Linked DNA regions of Mus musculus: region 1 is linked to region 2. Evidence: chromatin contacts called from public capture Hi-C data. All regions are on one chromosome and are shown on one strand. Each heading gives the region's core, a stretch centred on a gene start, on an enhancer-like site or on the middle of the called end of the contact. The rest is flanking DNA. Distances are from core to core; before and after follow the strand shown. Region 1 holds the start of Klra6 (killer cell lectin-like receptor, subfamily A, member 6). Region 2 holds the start of Klre1 (killer cell lectin-like receptor family E member 1).

The links. Capture Hi-C pulls out chosen DNA fragments and counts their contacts.
Region 1: a capture Hi-C map of macrophages shows a contact between it and region 2, with 7 times the contacts expected there. The contact joins the promoter of Klra6 here to the promoter of Klre1 in region 2. A contact is called at or near these places in 2 of 39 promoter capture datasets (cranial neural crest and embryonic stem cells), 1 of 15 datasets of contacts at CTCF or cohesin (large pre-B cells), 8 of 484 Hi-C or Micro-C datasets (CD8 T cells, Th1 cells, bone marrow-derived macrophages and 3 more), 2 of 115 datasets of contacts at active chromatin or transcription factors (effector CD8 T cells and memory CD8 T cells) and 3 of 9 other capture datasets (adipose tissue, liver and macrophages).

What each region holds. Positions count from the first base shown.
Region 1 is chr6:130,024,362-130,028,371 of GRCm38.p6, reverse strand. Klra6 (killer cell lectin-like receptor, subfamily A, member 6) reads left to right here and starts at 1,418. Exons shown (of 8, transcript NM_008464.2): 1 at 1,418-1,472; 2 at 3,128-3,264. The coding sequence starts at 3,153.
Region 2 is chr6:129,576,719-129,580,538 of GRCm38.p6, reverse strand. Klre1 (killer cell lectin-like receptor family E member 1) reads right to left here and starts at 2,253. Exons shown (of 7, transcript NM_153590.3): 1 at 2,174-2,253; 2 at 422-621. The coding sequence starts at 602.

The DNA of each region.
Region 1 (4,010 bases), core at 169-2,668, 450 kb before region 2:
TCTGGTAGGTTCATAGGTTACATGAAGTTTTTATCTGCCAGTGACAGGATGTTTGTTCTGACACAGGATATTTATAGGGCTAAACCTAGCATCTGGTAAGACAATTACTTGTTAGATCTACAAAACAACAAAGTTCTCCATTCTCTGGACTTTCAATCTGTCTTTGCTGAAATAGCTTCATTCCAACAATTTTCGTCACAAACCAATGGGCAAAACTCATAGAAGAAAAATCACCTCATCTACTCTCTAAAAAATCAACTGTGAGAATTTTCACTATTTACCAATTGAATGAAAATAAATTAGATGTCATCTGATATCCTATAATCGAGTTCTTTAAATGTCCTTGAATCAGATGATTTCATGCATAAAATGTCTTACCTAGTATGTTCTAAGAATATCACATATAGTTTTTAAACTAACAACAAGAAAATAGTATAAAATATTAGGATATTCAGTAGTAGTGGGTTGTATAATTAATTTATGCTGTACATCAGTAATTATGAATTATACATGGCTTTAAAATCTTGATATATATATATTTCATATATATGTATGATATATATTTCATATATATGATGTATATGTATATTTCATACATATGTATGAAATGCTTGTTATTTATTTATTAACCTGGAATACGTTGGTTTCATGGTATACAGCTATAAGTCTAAAACAGAAAAGAGTGAGAACTGAGGAATGTGAGTGTAAGGTTAGCCTATGCTACACAGTAAGATAAAGCATTTCAAATAACAACAACAAACAAAACAAACCAAAACAAAGTAAAAAAATAAAAAAACACCAGAACAAAAAAAACAAAAAAAACAAAAGAACAAGTCCTGAGTCTGTATTTCAGGGAAAGAATATTTGCTGAGCATTTTCATTGTCTTAGTTTTGATTTTCAGCATCATGACAACATCAGCATCAAAATACTCCATACAGAATGACATTAATGTTCAATGGAAATATTATCTATGATTGAAGATCTAGAAAATTTAAAAGGAAGACTTCAGCAGTGGAAATGTGAGTGCTCAAAAGCATTCTTAATATATACTTAGCTGCAATTAGCATAATTCTAATTCAAGGAATAACTAAAAAAATAGTAACTTAAATGTAATTTCCAACAGTCTATGACAAAATTAGCCTACGAACTTCTCTCCCACTTTTTCCTATTTGTTTTGCTAAAGACAATGCTTTCTCCTCTCAGCAGGAGTGTCCATCATCTCTGTCTTCAAATATAAATTATTCACATTTGTTTTGTCCACCTGATACTATATGTTGTTTCAGATTGCAATAAGCAATTTCCTCTTTTTGCTTTGATGAAGAGGAGGGGCAGAAAATCATGAGGTTGAGTATCACTCGGTGGAAATTTAGTTCTGTCTTTCATTTTTGAAACTTGTAGGGGATATAGACTAGAAAACACCAACTCTACAGACAAATTTTCCCTCACCAGAATCACTCCGGTAGAGACACAGGTAAAAAAAGTAACTGCCTTTTTTTTTTTTCTACCAAACGATCAAATATACTCAAGAGAATTTCAGGTGTTGTGATGTGAGAGCTGGATTGATGGGGAAGCACTTTTTATTGTGTTAGATCAGGTTAACTCTGGCAGCATGTGACAACTGTTATTCTGCACTAACTGTTTTCTTAGGAGTATACTGTGACTTGTGTGCTAAGAAATTAAGGTACAGGGATCTCTGAAGTTCATTACTCTATAACTGCATCAAATGTTCATATATTATCCATCTGAAAATGTAATAATATGATCCAGGTAAAACGGGTCAGTGTGTAAATGTACTTTCTATATAAGACTGACTGACCACGTAATTTGATCCGTGGACTTCACATGAAGGTAGAGTGGGAGGACTCACTTAGTAAAATTGTCTTCTGGACATGTGCACCTCAGTTCACCCAGAAGAAGAACAATAATAATAAATAAGAATTTTGAAAAAGAATTCTGTAATGGAAGGATTCTTTTTTTGTCAATGCAAATTGTGAATCAATTCTGAAAACTTCATAAATTGAAAAACTAGACAAGAATTCTCTCACATGTGCATCTTGCATTTGTTATCTGCTGGCTCTCAGCTCAGGTATTAATGTAAGTGTAAAGTCAGTTATAAATACTATTTACAAATAAATTGATGTCTACTATCAGATGGTATCCATGGGCATCAGCTAATGTGTACTGCATATAGGCAAAATGTATTTTTATATAGCCTCCTCTTGCAACATCATGTGCGTATTTATCATATTTGACTTGGCATGTACATGGAATGATTTGAGATTAAAAGTTCACATTGTATCCTCTATACCTCTCTCTGTTGCTCCCACACCCTAGCTTGCAATGTCCCTTTATGACCTTTCTGTTTGCTGCAGTTACTAAAAGTTACAAAGCATTTGTGACGACTTTGAGCCAGAAGTCTGAGATGAGATAGATTATACCACATTTTTCTTTCTGAGTCTGTTTTATCCCACTCATTAGGAACTTATCTTGCTGAATTCACTTGCCAGGTCCAACCATGGATAAGAATGAATAGAATATGGCTGGTTGAAGAGGTTGGACATCTCAGCTGATTGGGGCTTCAAGACAATATATATTTATGTGCCATGGATTCCCTGCAGAATTAATCTTCAATTAATTTTTGGGAAACTCTGATAGTCATGCATAAATAAAAAAAATGAGAAACAATTAATATTTATGTATTATCAAAATATATAAATAATTCTAAAACAACATTTTTATTTATTCCTAAAATCCTGAGCCTTTCTTTGAAAGAATTATTTAAACATATTTCAATGATATTTTTTAGTGTTTTTATGTGCTGAATATTTTGAACAAATAGGCTGTATCAATGGTAGAATGATTCAGTAAAGTTTTAATCTTTTTCATATTTCGTAGCAATAATTGCTATTACCATTAGAAAGATAAACTAACTTAACAGAAATCTACAATGAGTTCTTACCTGTGATGGAAATTAGGATCAGTCCATGTCAGGGTGTTTGGATTGTTAAGTGAGTTAGTCAGACTCTACCCTTTTTAAGCTCTCTGTATCATCATATGCAGTTATGTTCCCATAGGTGAACATTTTAACATTTTTCTTAGAATTCACTGAAATCTCCATTTTACCAGAGAACAGACTTCTTGTACTCCCACAATGAGTGAGCCGGAGGTCACTTACTCAACTGTGAGACTTCATAAGTCTTCAAGGTTGCAGAAACTTGTAAGGCATGAGGAGACTCAAGGGCCCAGAGAAGCTGGCTACAGAAGTAAGTATTTAAAGTATATAATATCACATGTATTTTTTAATGCATTTTAAACTTTTAAAAATTAGAAATATTCTTAGCTTCTAGGTAAAACTATAATGATCCATCTCATTGGGGTTTGATTATGCACAAGTATGGGAGGAAAGAAAAAAGTATTAATTGGATGGTAATCCTGTACAAAATTATTCAAATCTTAGTTGTAAGATAAAGCAATCAGGTTTAAATTTTTAACAAGAAAGAATAATACATGGCCCCAATTCTATATTTAGTTGTAGCCACCTACAAAAGAAATCAAATGGGTATAGAAGAATAATGAAAATATGTAAGAAAAATTTTTCTTAGGAATCAAGAACAAATGAAAAACAATTAGAAGGTTTTTTATTATTTATAGTAGTCAAGAAGAATTTTGAAAATTTTAAATCTAACAGAAAAACTAGAGTTTTAGAAATACACCAAATGTTTTAGAGAAACAAAATCCTAAGGCACGAAAGCTTTTGAAATTTTTCCGTCTCAAAGGAACTTTTTTAAATATCCCCAACATCTAATGCAACAGGCAACAACAGTTGTCTATCAGAACAAGAAATCTCCTACTGGAATTAGTTTCAGATGAAAAAAGAGGAGCTGGCAAGATTGTGGGGATGGAAATCAGTAAATCCCAGTAATAGTTCATGAAAATGTCGAAGAAAATATCATTTATCAAGGAAAAGCAGAAATCTCACTTTTAATCTTTTTTTTAACTCATTTTACAC
Region 2 (3,820 bases), core at 1,004-3,503:
TTGATTTTATCTTTGCTTATATCCAACTTGTTTTGAAGTCCAAGTCTGAAGGAAATACATTTATTTTTTGCTTGTTTCAGGGTATTATGAGAGTAAAGTTTCAGCTTCTCCTGCACGCAATAACCTGGTCAGAAACCCATCAGACCAACCAAATTCATAATGCCCCAGAACAGGATTCCAAGACCCACTGCCCTGGGCAGCTATATCCAGTAATTTTTTCATATTTTAACTTCTATAATCCTGTAGCCAGGGAGTTCAGTTCTATCCTTTTTCACTTCTTAAAAGTTTATTTTTTTCCATTCAAGGCTAAAGCAAATATCTCTTTAACAGCAAGCAATGTATATCCCTAGTATCTAACAAAACTTGACCTTAACCTGAATTTTCAACAATCTCCCTGTGTTTATTGAATACAATATTATACCTTTACCACTGATGTCTTCTGCTGTGTTTTTGTGCTTCTTAAGATGTTTCTGGTATTTTTTCCTCTGCTCAATGGATGACAATTCATTTGAATTAAGTGTATTCTTAATCTTGTTCTTTGCTTTACTCTTCTGCTGGGAATTCACATTTAGGGTAGAACGGGTTACAGGTGCTTCATCCATCTTTATAAAGACAAAAATGCTGTGAGGAAAGGAAAGGAAATATCGGCATAGCATAATCTGGGGAAATGTACTTTAGTAAAAATGAGTAAAATAACAATTCTAAAAGCTTTTGCGTTGAGGAATAGACATGACCATATGCTTTTATGAGGTATGCTTTCAACTTTGAAGCCTAAAATATATGAAAACATAATACCAGAAACTTAGAGGTAAATTAAGTAAACTAACTTTATTTAGTTAATTCTTTTCTTAAAACAGTGAGGTACTTAGGCTCCAATCCAGCACCTTGTGCATGCTACATAAGTGCTTTATAAGTGGGCTAAATTTCCAGTGTTGTTTGTTTGTTTGTTTGTTTGTTTGTTTGTTTGTTTGTTTTGACAGATTCTCACTACACTACTGACAGGTCTTGAACTTCTAATTCTCCTGGCCAAATTAGTTCTTAAATAAATGTGACTAGGCTGATTGTATAGCTTATTAATACAGCATTTGCTTAGCATGTATAAGGTACTAAGTTTATCTCTAGCAACACACACACACACACAAACACATATGCACAAAAAGAGGCAAGGAAAGAAGGAAAGAAGGAAAGAAGGAAGGAAGGAAGTCTTGTCTTTAATATAAACTGAAAAATAGTATTCAAAGATCCAAGAGGCAGAGGCAGGCACATTCCTGAGTTTGAAGTCAGCACCTGATCTACATAGAAACTTCTGGACCAGCCAGGGCTGTATAGTGAAACTCTTTCACAAACCAAAAATAAATAAAAAATAAAAATTAACAAACAAACAAAACTGAAACAAAAACAAAATGAAAAAAAACAATTTTGAAATAATTAATTAAAATACTTTAAAAGATAAAAATAGCTTATAAACATTTTTAAAATCTGTATTGTTATTCAAGTAGTGTGATTTGTCAAATGAATAAACAACAACAACAACAACAAAACCAAGATATATAAAATACTAAAATATATTAAACTCAAAGTGGGAGGAAAATTAATTGTATGCTATTTGCTAATTTTGACCCTCCGTGGCAGAGCTGAGGAAAACTGACCAGAATGCCATCACTTGTTTGTGACTCAGGTTCCAGAGAAGCTTTCCTGTGAAAATTGTTATATCTGAAAGTCACCATACCAAGCTGGAAGTTGTAGTATCGTTACTTTGGTCTGTCATTGATTTCTGTAGATTGGGAATGAGAATCAAATAAAATGAAAGCTTGCTTGCTTGTGTACTCTGGTTGGTGTTTATTTTCAATTAAAATGCCTTAAACAAGGCTGGAGAGATAGCTCAGTAGTTAAGAACACTAGCTACTTTCCCAGTGAACATCCCAGAACACACGTGGTGGCTCACAATCCTCTGTAACTCCCCATCCAGGCTATCCCATGCGCTCTTGTAGTTGCCTGGAGCACCAGGTACACACAGTGTGCACATGCATATATGCAGACATGACACCAATACGCATAAGATAAAGGTATAATAAACAACTTTAAACCATGCCTTGAGGGAGATTTATTCCCCCTAGAACAAATTATATAAGTTATATGTTCCAAACTCTGAACCAGAAATGATCAGACATACCTGAAGCAAAGAGGGAATTCCAGGCACAGATGTTAAAACTTTAATATGTGCTAATCAGCAGGGTCTGGAGCAGGATATGTAAGACTGAACTGGGAACAGGGGAGGAAGCTGCTTGATCACACTTCACAGCCCCATAGCAAAGTCCTCACTAATGCTTTACATTTCCGTTTAGCACCCATAATATGGGTGAGAGCATAGCTTAAAACTCAAGTAAGATCATGTGTCCATCCACTACTCAATACTCATGAGGCTGTGCATTCATTCCCAGGCACAGCAAGTCATGGATCTTGAAAAAAAACAAGCAAACATTGATGTAATCAAATATTCCATTCCCATAAGAACATTTTCACTACAATGTCATATATGACTCTCTGGAACCACAGCTTAAACACAATCGAGTCAGAATGGCATGAGAATGATGTGTGTGTGTGCCTCTGTGTGTGTGTGTGTGTGTGTGTGTGTGTGTGTGTGTGTGCGCGCGCGCGCGCGTGAGTGTGTGTGCTATTGTGTGAATATGGATGGGTGTGGTCACCCTTAACTTTCATTTGAACTTAACTAAATTTTATTTTAGACAGTTTTCTTCCAGACTATTACTGGCTGACCTGCATGTTTTTCAAAGTATTACCTTTGAAGACTGTAGTACATTCTGAGATATAAATCTTCAGCCTGTTCCCAGACTTATGCCCTAGGAATGCCTCTGTCAAAGACTCAGGTAAAGACATTCCTTAAGAATACTAATACAGTCTTTAAGAAAGAAAGTGTAAACGCCCAGCTCAGCTTCAGAAAGCACAGACTGGGACAACAAACATCTGAGCCATTGGCTGACCTCTCTGTAAAGCCTTCATGGATTTTCCCATTAGCTCATGTTATCTCTCTCTTTTGTTTCTGCTTTTTGCTTCAGAATTGAACTCCATTACTTTCCCCTACTTCTATCATCTTGAATAAGTTGTTTGCCTATTGAATTCTTCCTAGTGGATTTCTCTTTGACTACGTATACATATGCAGAAGTTCTGTCTCATGTTTTGCATCTTTTTTTTGTAAAATTGAAAGTTAAGTAACTAAAAAGATGGGAAACAAAATTACTGTTACTCTCCCCAGGCCAGACTTTCAGAATCACTAAGTGTCTTAAACATTCTAGTAATGAGAAGTCCGGAAAGAAAACAAACAGAGTGGAGGAGATTCTGTGAATTTGCAGCCCCAAAACTGCCACCAGTGGGAAGCATGCTTAAGAGTGGGAGGGTAAGAAAGACTCTGGCCATGAGTCCCCTGAACCAGTCTGTGGAGTCTTATATCCTCCAACTATTCTCATCCTGGGTCTCTTTTCGTATCCCTGATAGTCCCCCTTCACTCAGAGGCCTGGGAAATGGCTCAATTCTCCTAGCTGTGCAGTTTGAGGAGTCTGCCTCACAGTCCTGGGGCCTCTACTATTTATGTGCAGCTGAGATGTCTGGATTCTGGACTTGACAGCAATAAAGAATGTCAAGATGAGCCAAACTGACACAAACTTGGCCTGGTTGTTGATCAGGAGATACAATTTGAATTGTATCAGAGAGAAGTGACCCTCAGGGCCATCAACCTTGGAAAGAGATTTAGGGATTTTGGAATTACAGTATTTAGAGGGAAGAAAGAAAACATTGCAACTCTTTG